Regions from separate parts of the Pan troglodytes genome. Here region 1 is linked to region 2. A link is a contact called in public Hi-C data. All regions are on one chromosome and are shown on one strand. Each heading gives the region's core, a stretch centred on a gene start, on an enhancer-like site or on the middle of the called end of the contact. The rest is flanking DNA. Distances are from core to core; before and after follow the strand shown.

Evidence for each region. A called contact is a pair of places that touch in the nucleus more often than the background predicts.
Region 1: a contact with region 2 is called in a Hi-C map of induced pluripotent stem cells, with 5 times the contacts expected there. The contact joins two enhancer-like sites. A contact is called at or near these places in 5 of 7 Hi-C or Micro-C datasets (blood, induced pluripotent stem cells, a lymphoblastoid cell line and 1 more) and 1 of 1 other capture datasets (stem cell-derived neural stem cells).

Annotation. Positions count from the first base shown.
Region 1 is chr15:73,430,949-73,436,821 of NHGRI_mPanTro3-v2.0_pri, forward strand. No RefSeq gene overlaps it. Among named protein-coding and RNA genes, the nearest start is that of BATF, 40 kb to the right of the region's middle. Within about 2 kb of position 2,118, at least 2 of the 24 cell types and tissues checked have an H3K27ac peak or open chromatin away from gene starts, as enhancers often do. A contact at or near this core is called in induced pluripotent stem cells, where this site is marked.
Region 2 is chr15:73,262,227-73,268,199 of NHGRI_mPanTro3-v2.0_pri, forward strand. No RefSeq gene overlaps it. Among named protein-coding and RNA genes, the nearest start is that of FOS, 34 kb to the left of the region's middle. Within about 2 kb of position 1,260, at least 18 of the 24 cell types and tissues checked have an H3K27ac peak or open chromatin away from gene starts, as enhancers often do. A contact at or near this core is called in induced pluripotent stem cells, where this site is marked.

The DNA of each region.
Region 1 (5,873 bases), core at 868-3,367, 170 kb after region 2:
GTCCCTTGCCCAGAGACATACAGGATATACAGACTTAGCCCAGAACAACCACTTCTTCACATGGTTCCATGGAGGTCTCCTTCTCACAGGGCTCAAGAAGAGGAGGCAGCAGCCCCTCCCTCCTGCCTGAAGGAAGGCAGGGACTCAGCAACGCAAGGTTCTCTCGAAGAAATTGCTCTAAAAATGTCCCCCCGACCTTTGTGCTTGGAGCCCTTCTTATCTCCTCAAACTGCAGAAGGGTCCAATCATTATGTAATAAGTTCTTTAAAATGTGTACAGTCTGCAAGTGGTGATCCGGCTTCACATCTAAGCCTTGGTGTCTCCATCAAAACTTTAATTCTTGGCCGGGCACTGTGGCTCACGCCTGTAATTCCAACACTTTGGGAGGCTGAGGTGGGTGGATTCTTTGAGGTCAGGAGTTCGAGACCAGCCTGGCCAACATGGTGAAACCCTGCCTGTACAAAAAATACAAAAATTAGTCGGGCATGGTGGCAGGTGCCTATAGTCCCAGCTACTGGGGAGGCTGAGGCTAAGGCAGGAGAATCACTTGAACCCAGGGAGTGGAGGTTGCAGCGAGCCGAGATCGTGCCACAGAACTCCAGCCTGAGTCACAGAGCGAGACTCTATCTCAACAAACAAACAAACAAAAGCCACAACAGTTTAATTCTAATATCCTGATACATTGTTTTCTAGGCTAAAAGGTAGATGATGATTATAAAGGTTTACGGACTCATATTACCTGGCTGTGAAAAAGAAACTGCATAATTGCAGCTAAGAGGATGGCTTCCCTGGGAACTAAGGGACAGGTACTAGTTTTTATTGAGTACCAACCATATGCTGAGTTCTTGTGAGGCGAGTCTTATATTAATATTTACTGTCGAAGAAACTGAGGCTTAGATAAGAGACTTGTCCAACATCACACAGCTGGCACCACTGGACTTCACTGAAAGTAACTGAGCTCTTTCCAGGCTGGAAAGCAAATATAGACCCAACAAAATCCCTGCCTTCAGGGAGGGCACAGTCTCTCGGGGAGGAAGACCGGTCCCTGTGGTCAGTGCTGGACTGGGGCAGGTCTGGGGCGACAAGGTAGAAGAGACTTCTACCTAAGCTCGGGTAAATTTCCTTCTGAGGTGAAATAAAGCCCCACTCCAGCTGGGTGTACCTTGGGGTTTGGTGACCATCTTATTCTGTTCCCCCAAGGGTCACTCTCATGCATGTCAACATTTTTGTCTTTTGATGGCAGTCCTGGCCTCCCCCACCCCAATCCCAGTGGTCAGCTCAACAGTGCGTGAACCACTTTCTTCTTGGCCATTTCATAGTTGCCTCTTTCAGGTGACCAAGAGGCCATCCCTGTAGTGGTGGCTTCATCCAAAGGGAGCCTCTTTTTTTTTTTTTTTTGAGACAGGGTCTCACTCCGTTGCCCAGGCTGGAGTGCGGTGGTGCCATCTTGGCTCACTGCAACCTCCACCTCCTGGGTTCAAGCGATTCTCCTGCCTCAACCTCCCCAGTAGCTGGGACTACAGGCGCTCACTGCTGCGCCTGGCTAAATTTTTGTATTTTTAGTAGAGACGGAGTTTTTGCCATGTTGGCCAGGCTGGTCTCGAACTCCTGACCTCAGGTGACCTGCCCGCCTTGGCCTCCCAGAGTGCTGGGATTACAGGTGTGAGCCACCGTGCCCGGCCACAGGGAGGCTTTTCTAATTGGTGCCGTTACACTCAATCCCAGCTTGACTGCCCTTCCTGAAAGAAGAAATCCTGAAAAGCTAGTCACAGGCTTTGCAGATTCAGCTCCCCGCCAGTCCCCAAATCCTTCCCTTCTAGCCCTATTCACTGCAGTATTTATAGCCCAAATGTGAAACGTATAATTATTCTCCTTCTCTGCCTTTCTTTTCTTGAAATAAAGACTTAGTCCACCCTTCTATTTGCATAACACCACCTGAGAAGAAATCTCCTTGGGGCCCAGGGACTTGAGCGTCTGAACTCCCTGACTTCATACAGAGTTACTGAAAAAGCTCTGTTCTTCTTTGAAGGCACAGAAGAAACCAGAAGAGACTTCCCTCAAATGCATTCCCTTCAAGCAGCTGAAACCTTTGCATTTCTAAAGCGGCCTCTAGCCCAGGCTCCAGAGACACCCCTTCCCTCATTAGAAAGGAAGGGAACTGTGAGGGGAGTCCAAGGTCACAGTTCCTGGTGCTCATGAAACAAGCAGGAGTGAAACATTCAGCTTCTTAGGGAAGGGCTTTTTGGGTCGGTGCCTGGTCAAGTGGGCCAGACCCTGCTCTGCTTCAGGTGGGTGGAAGGGTCGGTGGCCCCTGCAGCTGAACCCCATCCCTGACTGGGCTCCTGCACAAGGAGCAGACGATCCACGTGGGGCCTTAGAGTTTCTACCCCTCCCACACACAGGACTTGCAGTTCTTTCATTCGGATTTGCCAAAAGGGGGATTTTCTTTCCTCATAAACTGACAGATAAACAATGAGATTTACTAAATTAGTTACATAAATAGAAAAGCTGTTCACAAGTATAACACAGAGGTGTGGATTTCATTTTGCAGCCAATTCCTCCTTACTAGGAAATTTATACTAGAAGTCTAGCCAGGCAGGGGTGGCTAAACTAAGAGAAGTCATTCGTATTTACCTTCATTTTTAAAATCTAAACATTTACTTGAAAAGCCCAGAAGTGTTTTTAAAAATGACCTTTGGAAAGAAAAGCCACAAACTGGAAGAAAATATTTGTAAAACACATATCTGATAAAGGTCTTATAACTAAAATATACAAAGAACTCTTACAACTCAACAATAAGAAAGCAAACAAACCAATTAAAACATGGGCAGAAGATCCGAACTGACACCTCGAAGATACGCAAATGGCAAATAAGCACATGAAAAGATGCTCAACATCATATGCCATTAGGAAATTATAAATTAAAACAATGAGCTACCTGCACACACCTATTAGAGTGGCTGAAATCCAAAACACAGAGAACACCAAATGCTGGCGAGGATGTGGAGCAAAAGGAACTCTCATTCACTGCTGGTGCAAACGCAAAATTGGTGCAACCACTTTGGAAGACGGTTTGGCAATTTCTCATGAAGCCAAACTTACTCTTACCATGTAATCCAGCAAGCACATGTCTTGGTATTTACCCAGATGAATTGAAAACTTATGTCCACACAAAAGTTGATAGCAGCTTTTTTCATAATCACCCCAAATTGGAAGAAACCAAGATGTCTTTCAATAGGTGAATGGATAAACTATGATATATTCAAAAGGTGGAATATTATTTAGCGATAAAAAGAAATGAGCTGTCAATCCATGAAAAGACAGGGAGGAACCTTAAATGTATTTTGCTAAGTGAAGGAAGCCAGTCTGCAAAAGCAACATACTGCATGATTCCAACTATGTAACATTCTGGAGAAGGTAAAGGAGGGAGATCATCAAAAGATCTACAGTTGCCAGGGCTGCAGGGAGGAGAGAGGGAGAAACGGTGCAGCACAAGGAATTATGAGGGTGGTGAAACGTTTCCCTATGATACTGTTAATGATAGATACACGATATTATGCATCTGTCAAAACCCATAGAACTATACAACCAAAGAATGAACCTTAAACTGTAGACTTTTTAAAATAACAATGTATCATTTTGGTTTATCAATTGTAATAAGTGTACTACACTAATGCAAGTTATTAACAATAGGGGAAACTGTCAGAGAGGCGGTACACAGGGTGAGGCAGTGTGGAGAAGAGGGAATATATAGAAACTGTACCTATACTCAACTTTTCTGTGAAACTAAAAATTAAAATCTATTGGCCAGGCACAGCGGCTCATGCCTGTATCCCAGCACCCTGGGAGGCCAAGGACAGTGGATCACTGGAGGTCAGGAGTTTGAGAGCAGCCTGGCCAACATGACAATACCCCATCTCTATCAAAAATACAAAAATTAGGCATGGTGGTGGGAGCCTGTGGTCCCAGCTATTTGGGTATCTGAAGCACGAGAATCACTTGAATCTGGGAGATGGAGTTGCAGTGAGCCGAGATCGTGCCACCGCACTTTAGCCTGGGTGACAGAGTGAGACTCTGCCTCAATAAATAAATAAATAAATAAAGTCTCCTAATTTTTTTAAAGGCCTATGACCCCATTTCTTCTTTTTAATCACATACAACAAGGTGGAGACGCCTCTTGGGGGTGAGTAGCCTGCCACTGGCGCTCCAGGGCTGGGGTTGCACTCCCGAGGCTCTGCTGTCCTGGGGTCTCAAGAGTGGCCCCGCTGCCAGGACTCCACTAGGCACTGCCCTGGTGGGGACTCTCCACAGCAGCCCCTTCCCTGTGCCATGTCTTTGCCTGGGCCCTGAGGCTCTCTGAGGCATCCCTTGAAATCCAGGTGGAGGTAGCCCTGCCTCTGCAGCTCATCACTGCATGCCTGTGGAGTTAGCACCACATGTAAGCCACCAGGGTTCACCACTTGTGTCCTGTGGAGTGGTGGCTTCAGCTGCACCTGGGCCCACCTGAGCAACAGCTGGGGCTACCAAGGAGCACCATGCCAGAATACAGTTAGCAGAGACTTGAGGCCCTGGACTGGGATCCCCGGGACCCCAAGTTCCACAGGAGCCCTGGGCCCCTCCCTTGAAATTATTTAGCCCTCAATGCCCTGACTGTGATGGGTAGGGCAGTCTCTGAGATCTCAGAAATGCTTTCAGGGTTATTCTTCCATCATCTTGGTGAACAGCATCCAGCTTCCTTCAATCTATACTAACCTGTTTATCAACAGATTAACAGATTTACTAATCTGTGGTCACTTGGCCACACCCTTGGCTTTCTCTCCTAACATGCTTTTTTATTCTTTACATGGCCATGCTGAGAATTTTCCAAATCATTCTGCTTCCCTTTTAATTAAAAATTCCGTCTCTAAGCCGGGTGCGGTGGCACACGCCTGTAATCCCAGTACTTTGGGAGGCCGAGGCAGGCAGATCACAAGGTCAGGAGTTCGAGACCAGCCTGGCCAATATGGTGAAACCCCGTCTCTACTGAAAATACAAAAATTAGCCGGGCATGGTGGCGTGCACCTGTAGTCCCAGCTACTCAGGAGGCTGAGGCAAAATAATCACTTGAACCCGGGAGGCAGAGGTTGCAGTGAGCCAAGATCGTGCCACTACACTCCAGCCTGGACAACAGAGGGAAATTCCATCAAAAAAAAAAAAAAATCCATCTTTAAATTATTTCTCTTCTCACATGTTACCATGAGCAGTTAAGAGAAGCCATCCACACCCTGAACACTTTGCTTTGGTATTTCTTCTGCTAAATATGCCAGTTCATTGATCTTAAATTCTGCTTTCCACAAAGCAGTAGGATACAGATACAATTCAGATGAGTTTTTGCTGCTTTATAACAAGGATAGCCTTTCCTCCAACTTCTGATAAGACATTCCTCGTTTTCATCTAAGACTTCATCAGATTGGCTTTTTCTAGAATACCAGCCTTCTGTTCACAACCATTTAGATAATCCCTAACACTGAGGCTGTCTCTACAACTTTCCTCTTCACAGCCCTCATTGGAATCTCCTTTAACATTCTGGTCATGACAATACAGGCTTTTTCCAGCATATGCTTCAAAACTATTCCAGCCTCTACCCCTTACCCAGTTCCAAAGCCACTTCCATATTTCAAGATACTGGTTATAGCAGCAGGCCTACTTCTCTGGTACCAATTTCTTAGTCTGTTTGTACCTCTGCAACAGAATACTACAGACTTCATAATTTATAAAGAACAGAAATTTATTTCTCACATTTCTGGAGGATGGAAAGTCTAAGATCAAGGTGCTGGCAGGTTCAGTGTCTAGTGAGGCCCTGTCTCTGCTTCCAAGATGGCGACAGTTTCAGT
Region 2 (5,973 bases), core at 10-2,509:
CCACGCCCAGCTAATTTCTTTTGTATTTTAGTAGACATGGGGTTTCACCATGTTGCCCAGGCTGGGCTTGAATTCCTGAGCTCAGGCAATCCGCCTGCCTCGGCCTCCCAAAGTGCTAGGATTACAGGTGTGAGCCACCGCGCCAGGCCAGAAACATCTTTTTTGTATCTCAAAGGAGATGGCTGGGTGCGGTGGCTCATGCCTGTAATCTCAACTCTGGGAGGCCGAGGTGGGCGGATCCATTGAGGCCAGGAGTTTGAGACCAGCCTGGCCAACATCTCTACCAGAAATACAAAAATTAGCTGGGCGTGGTGGCGGGTGCCTGTAATCCCAGCTACTTGGGAGGCTGAGGGAGAAGGCGGAGGTTGCAGCGGGCCGAGATCGCGTCACTGCACTCCAGCCTGGGCGACAGAGTGAAACAAAACAAAACAAAAATTTTAAGCACAGCAATAACTTGCTTGGTCCCTGATAGTCCTGGGAGTAAATTCAGGATTATCGAGGACCAAGCAAGTTATTAAAATTGATTATTTGGGAGATAAAAACCCGATGAAATAGCAAAAGGGTAGACGCCATGTTTTCAAATTAGTCACAAATATTCTGGATTCTTGCTTCTACAGTTATCCGAATAAAAGCAGCAAAACCACCCCAAAATTTGAGGTGAACATTACTTGGATGTCTGTCACCACATTCACCTAAAGCTGTTCCTTAACATCCACATACTTGTTTGTTTTTCTTCCTGGATTTATTTATTTTTGATGTTTCTACACACCTGGACTGCTCTCTGACATGGTATGCTTCTTTCGTTTTATCAAGTAACAGGCTGGCCTTTAGTCACAAGTGTGGCATTCGGGAAGCCAACATGGTTTAGTGATAGGGTTCTTGTTGGGTGTGCAGATTGGGGCATTTCGCAGATTATCTGATGCTCAGTCTCTCTATGGGCTCTGCCTTGCCTAAAGGGCAAGTGTGTGTTCATCAAACAGGGCTTCTTTAGGCCTTGTTACTGTGATGGGGGAAATACTCCAAAGTGCCAGGAAATCCTGCCCGGGCAGGGAGCAGGACTTCTCAGTATCCCAGGGATTCGGATCTCAGCCCCCTGCAGCCAATCAGCAAAGGAGCTGTTTCAAACTGACAAGCAAAACAAAGCCCAACAAAAGCAGCTGGAGCCCAAACAAACAGAGTTGGGTGAGGTTGGGAAGGGGAGTCAGGTCTGGCGTCATCCGGCTCCAGGCCAGGCTGTTGCCATGGTGACAGCCAGTCCGTTTACCAGCGGGCAGCAGAGCCAGCTTTCTGAGGGGGAAGCCCAAGGAGGGGAGGAGGAGCAGGGGTGCCCCAGGGGAGCCTGCGCTTCTCCAAGTTACAGAAACCCATAGAGAAGGCTCGGCCACTTCCAGGGAGCAGTGCCTTCTCTCAGGAGCTGGGCAGGCAGCCCGGGGGGCAGTGGGCTGGGAGAAGCCGGCCTGAGAGGGACGGAAGTGTCCACTGAACAGGCAAAGAGGCCTCTGGGAAGGCTAGAAGGCTTTCTGGGCAGAACGGATTTGCAGCTGTGTTGGCTTTCTGGGCAAAAGATGAATTGAAGTAAATCACAGAGTGTTTTAAAATAAAAAACTCCCCCAAACCACACACACACACACACACACACACACACACACACACACACGCCAATGGAGGAGAGAGAGGGCTTTGGGAACCTCAGCGGTGGAACACGGAAATACCTTATATTCTTCTCCAGGAGCATTTTTTTTTTTCTACTCTGATGATGACAACTCAAGTAATTACCTGCAAGACAAGAAGAATGAACAACAGTCAATGCAAAATGTTAGAAAACATCTGCTTTGCAGGGCTTGTCTATCAAAGCCCGGCTCTGTGCCTGAATGGTGTTCAGGTCCCTGAAGGTGGGCCGCTTTAGGATATAGACACTCTTTCTGGCCAACGGGCAATATGAGCCAAAACAAATGCAGTGGAAGAAAGAATCTTGGCATCTTCCTCCAGAAATCTTGCTGCAAAAGTGTCTATCACACAGAAGGAAAAATAGCTTATGATTCTACTCATGTGAGCTTCCTAGAGTAGTCAAATTCAAACAGACAGAAAGTAGAGGGGTGATTGCCAGAGGCCGAGGGGAGGGGAAAATGGGGAGTGAGTATTTAATGAGTATGAAGTTTCAATTTGGGAAGATGAAACGTTCTGGAGATGATGGTGATGAGAGTTGCACAACAATGCGAATGTACTTAATGCCACTCAACTGTAGACTTTAAAAGTTTCAAACAGTAAACTTTGTTATGTATATTTTACCATGATAAAAATAAATATGTCTGTCAGTAAAGACTGTCTTCTTGCTGCAGCAGGAAATGGTGTTGGCTTGAAGGCCAGCATCGAGGGCACATGGGTTCACCTCTTTGAACCTCAGCTGTGTCATCCATCAAATGGAACTTACACTATCTTCCTTACTGCCAACTGTGAAGAGTGGATATGAATGCATTTAGTGAACAGAAATGCACCATAAGAATGTAATTTTTTTTTTTAATTTGAGATGGGGCCTCCCAAAATGTTGGGATTATAGGCATGAGCCACTGAGCCTGGCCAAGAATATAAAATGTGATTAAAGTATTATTTCAAAATTCATTGTTATGGTACCCAAATGCCAAGAGGCAAAAGGAAAGGAGAAAGGGAGAGTTTTGGAGGAAACTAAGGAAAGGGTTATTTATATCTGGCATTTCTAGGAATTGGAAAATACCCAAATACCGTAGGAGAGTTGGAGAGAATTTTGGGCTCGTGCTCAGGGGCCTGAAGGTAAGACCAACTTGGACTATCATGGCAATTTAAAATACTTCTCCCTTTTGCTCTGCCTAAATTGAGAAACAGGTTAAGCCCACCCATCAAGAGGAAATGAAACAAAATGAAATAATGTCAAAACATCACCTCTCAAATTTCATGAAGGGAAATGGTACAGTTACAACACAATGCTGGGTGGAAGCTTATGGGACCTGGAGCCTCCAGGCATGGGTAGAACCCAGGTTCATCACCAGAGAGTCCCATTAACTGTCAATGATTTATTCAATGCATTTCTTTTTTCTATTTAAAGAAATAAGCCATTGGCCGGGTGCAGTGGCTCACGCCTGTAATCCCAGCACCTTGGGAGGCTGAGGCAAGCAGATCACTTGAGGCCAGGAGTTCGAGACCAGCCTGGCCAACATGGTGAAACCCTGTCTCTACTGAAAATACAAAAATTAGCTGGGTGTGGTGGTGGATGCCTGTAATCCCAGCTACTCGGGTGGTTGAGGCAGGAGAATCACTTGAACCTGGGAGGCGGAGGTTGCAGTGAGCTGAGATCACACCACTGCACTCCAGCCTGGGCAACAGAGTGAGACTCCGACTCAAATAAAATAAAATAAAGAAATAAGCCATTCATCACTACCATCACTTTTATCATTACAAAATGTTTTATTAGCATATATTAGCATGTGGCAAGCACCAATTTAAATGTGGTACACACCTTATCTTTTCATTCCTTGCAAGGTGTAGCTTTTTTATAGATAACAATATGAGACTCACGATTACTGATTTGGTCTTTCTGGTTCTTTGTTTCCTGATTGATAAAATGAGAATAATGTTATAGCTAGAGAAGTTTAGCAGCTTGCCCCAAGTCACAAAGCTGGTAAGTAGTAATGTCAGGATTTCAACCCAAGTCCATCTGACTCCAAAGTTCCACCTTTGAATGCTATACTGCATTGGAGGAAACATTATTGCTAAGAAGCTTATGAAAGAAAATTGCTAATGAATATTATGCTCTGAGAGCAATTAGAATGTGCAATTGGTAAATCGCCTTATCATGGCATTGCATGATGTCACAATGACATGCAATGGGGAAGAACAATGAGCATTATGGGTGTGTATTAGCAGAGATTTGGCTTTAAAATGGAATGAAACCACAAAGTACACAAAGAACAGAGTATGAGGCTGGGCGCAGTGGCTCATGCCTGTAATCCCAGCATTTTGGGAGGCGGAGGCAGGTGGATCACTTGAGGTCGGGAGTTCAAGACCAGCCTGGCCAACATGGTGAAACCCCGTTTCTACTTAATATACAAAAATTAGCCGGGCATGGTGGTGCACACCTGTAGTCCCAGCTCTTCAGGAGGCTGAGGCGGGAGAATCGCTTGAACTCAGGAGGTGGAGGTAGAGGTTGCAGTGAGCCGAGATCACGCCACTGCACTCTAGCCTGAGCGACAGCATGAGACTCCTTCTCAAAAAAAAAGAAAAAAAGGACAACTTATGAAACAAGGCTTTGCTGCTTTATGTATGTGTACTGTGTATGTTTTGTTGAGTACGTGCTGTATGCTGCACGTGTTGCGTGTGTATGTGTGTAACGTGGGTGTTGTGTGTGTGTGGTTGCATAAGTGAAGGAGAGTTGCATGATGAGTGACTTCTTCAATACTGAAGGCCGTACAGTCCCACAGCCAACACTTAGTGCTTCCTGTGAGCCAGGCATTCCACTCAGTGTTTTACATATAATCCCTCACTCATCTTCACAACAACTTTGTGTGGTAGCTAGTAACAGTATTCTCATTTAGTGGACGAGGAAATGGAGGCTCAGAAGGATCAAGCATCTTTCCCTAGATCACCTAGATGGTACGAGGGAGAGCTGGGATTTGAACCCAGGCAGACTGGCTTCAAATTCTGTGTTTTGGTCTTTTCTTCATTTGTGTCCCTCTCGCCTTGTGAGAAATGATAGAATTATTCTCATTACATGATGGGAGAACCTGGGAACAATGTGAACATGTGTTGGCTCAGACAACAGTCTCAACTACACACTGGGGAAACGTGGGGAGGCAAACTCGTTTCACTGATTTGTCTCCTCTAAAACTTCTCCCTTTGCTGAATCCCACTTTTTTCCCCCTCTCTTTCTACAGGTGTTGATCCCAACTGTACAACCTGAATGCTGTTCTCAGAGTCACTTCCTGGTAACCCAAACTATGACCCAATAAATATTAGCTACTATCATCATCATCAATAATAATAATCATCATCATCCAAAAGCATTCTAAATAATAGAGAAAATAAGAGAAAGGGGGCAAAGGGGAGAGGTTTCCCTACTAACCGGGAGGGGTGATGATGTAGGGCAATACAGAAAGTCTAGAACAAGAACATGTCTCTGTTTTTTTTTGAGACAGGATCTCGCTTTGTCTCCCAGGCTGGAATGCAGTGGCACAGTCATGGCTCACTGCAGCCTCGACCACCTGGGCTTAAGTGATCCTCCTGCTTCAGCCTCCTGAGTAGCTAGGACTACAGGCATGCACCACCACACCTGAATAATTTTTTTAAAAAAATTTTTAGTAGAGACGAGGACTCCTTATGTTGCACAGTCTGGTCTCTAACTCCTGAGTTCAAGGAATCCTCCCGCCTTGGCCTCCCGAAGTACTGGGATTACAGGCATGAACCACTGCACCCAGCCCCCTGTGCCTTTTGAGGAGTGGGAAGAGTTATTAAATAGAGCAGAGGACTCCTTCTCAAATCCCTGTCTCTAGTGACTTCTGTATGGGTTGGAACTGATGGTTGTATCATTCTCTCCCTCCACTATTAAGGGTATAATACATGGTTACACTTTTATCTTGCTATTCAATTTCCTGCTGTGGCTATTCTGGGAATTTGGCCAGCACCTTTCACATATAAAAGCTCAGCTTTAGTGCTGTGAGGAGTTGGTTGGGCAGAAAGCGACAGAGGCTCCTGGTTTTATAGTCATGTGGGGACAAGATTTAGCTTTCCCAAATCTGGGGAGACATCAACCCTGGTGTTCACAATATGAACCTAGACCGTGGCAAATCCAACCAGGACTTAGCACAGACCTTGTTCAGAGCTTTGCTACAGGAGGAAGTCTGCTTCTGCCCTCTGGCTTTTTAAGCCAAAGGATGGTGATGCAGGAAAGCAGCCTGGCTGTGCTCTTTCTTTGGTGCTGGTGGATTTCAACTGAACCCCACAAGT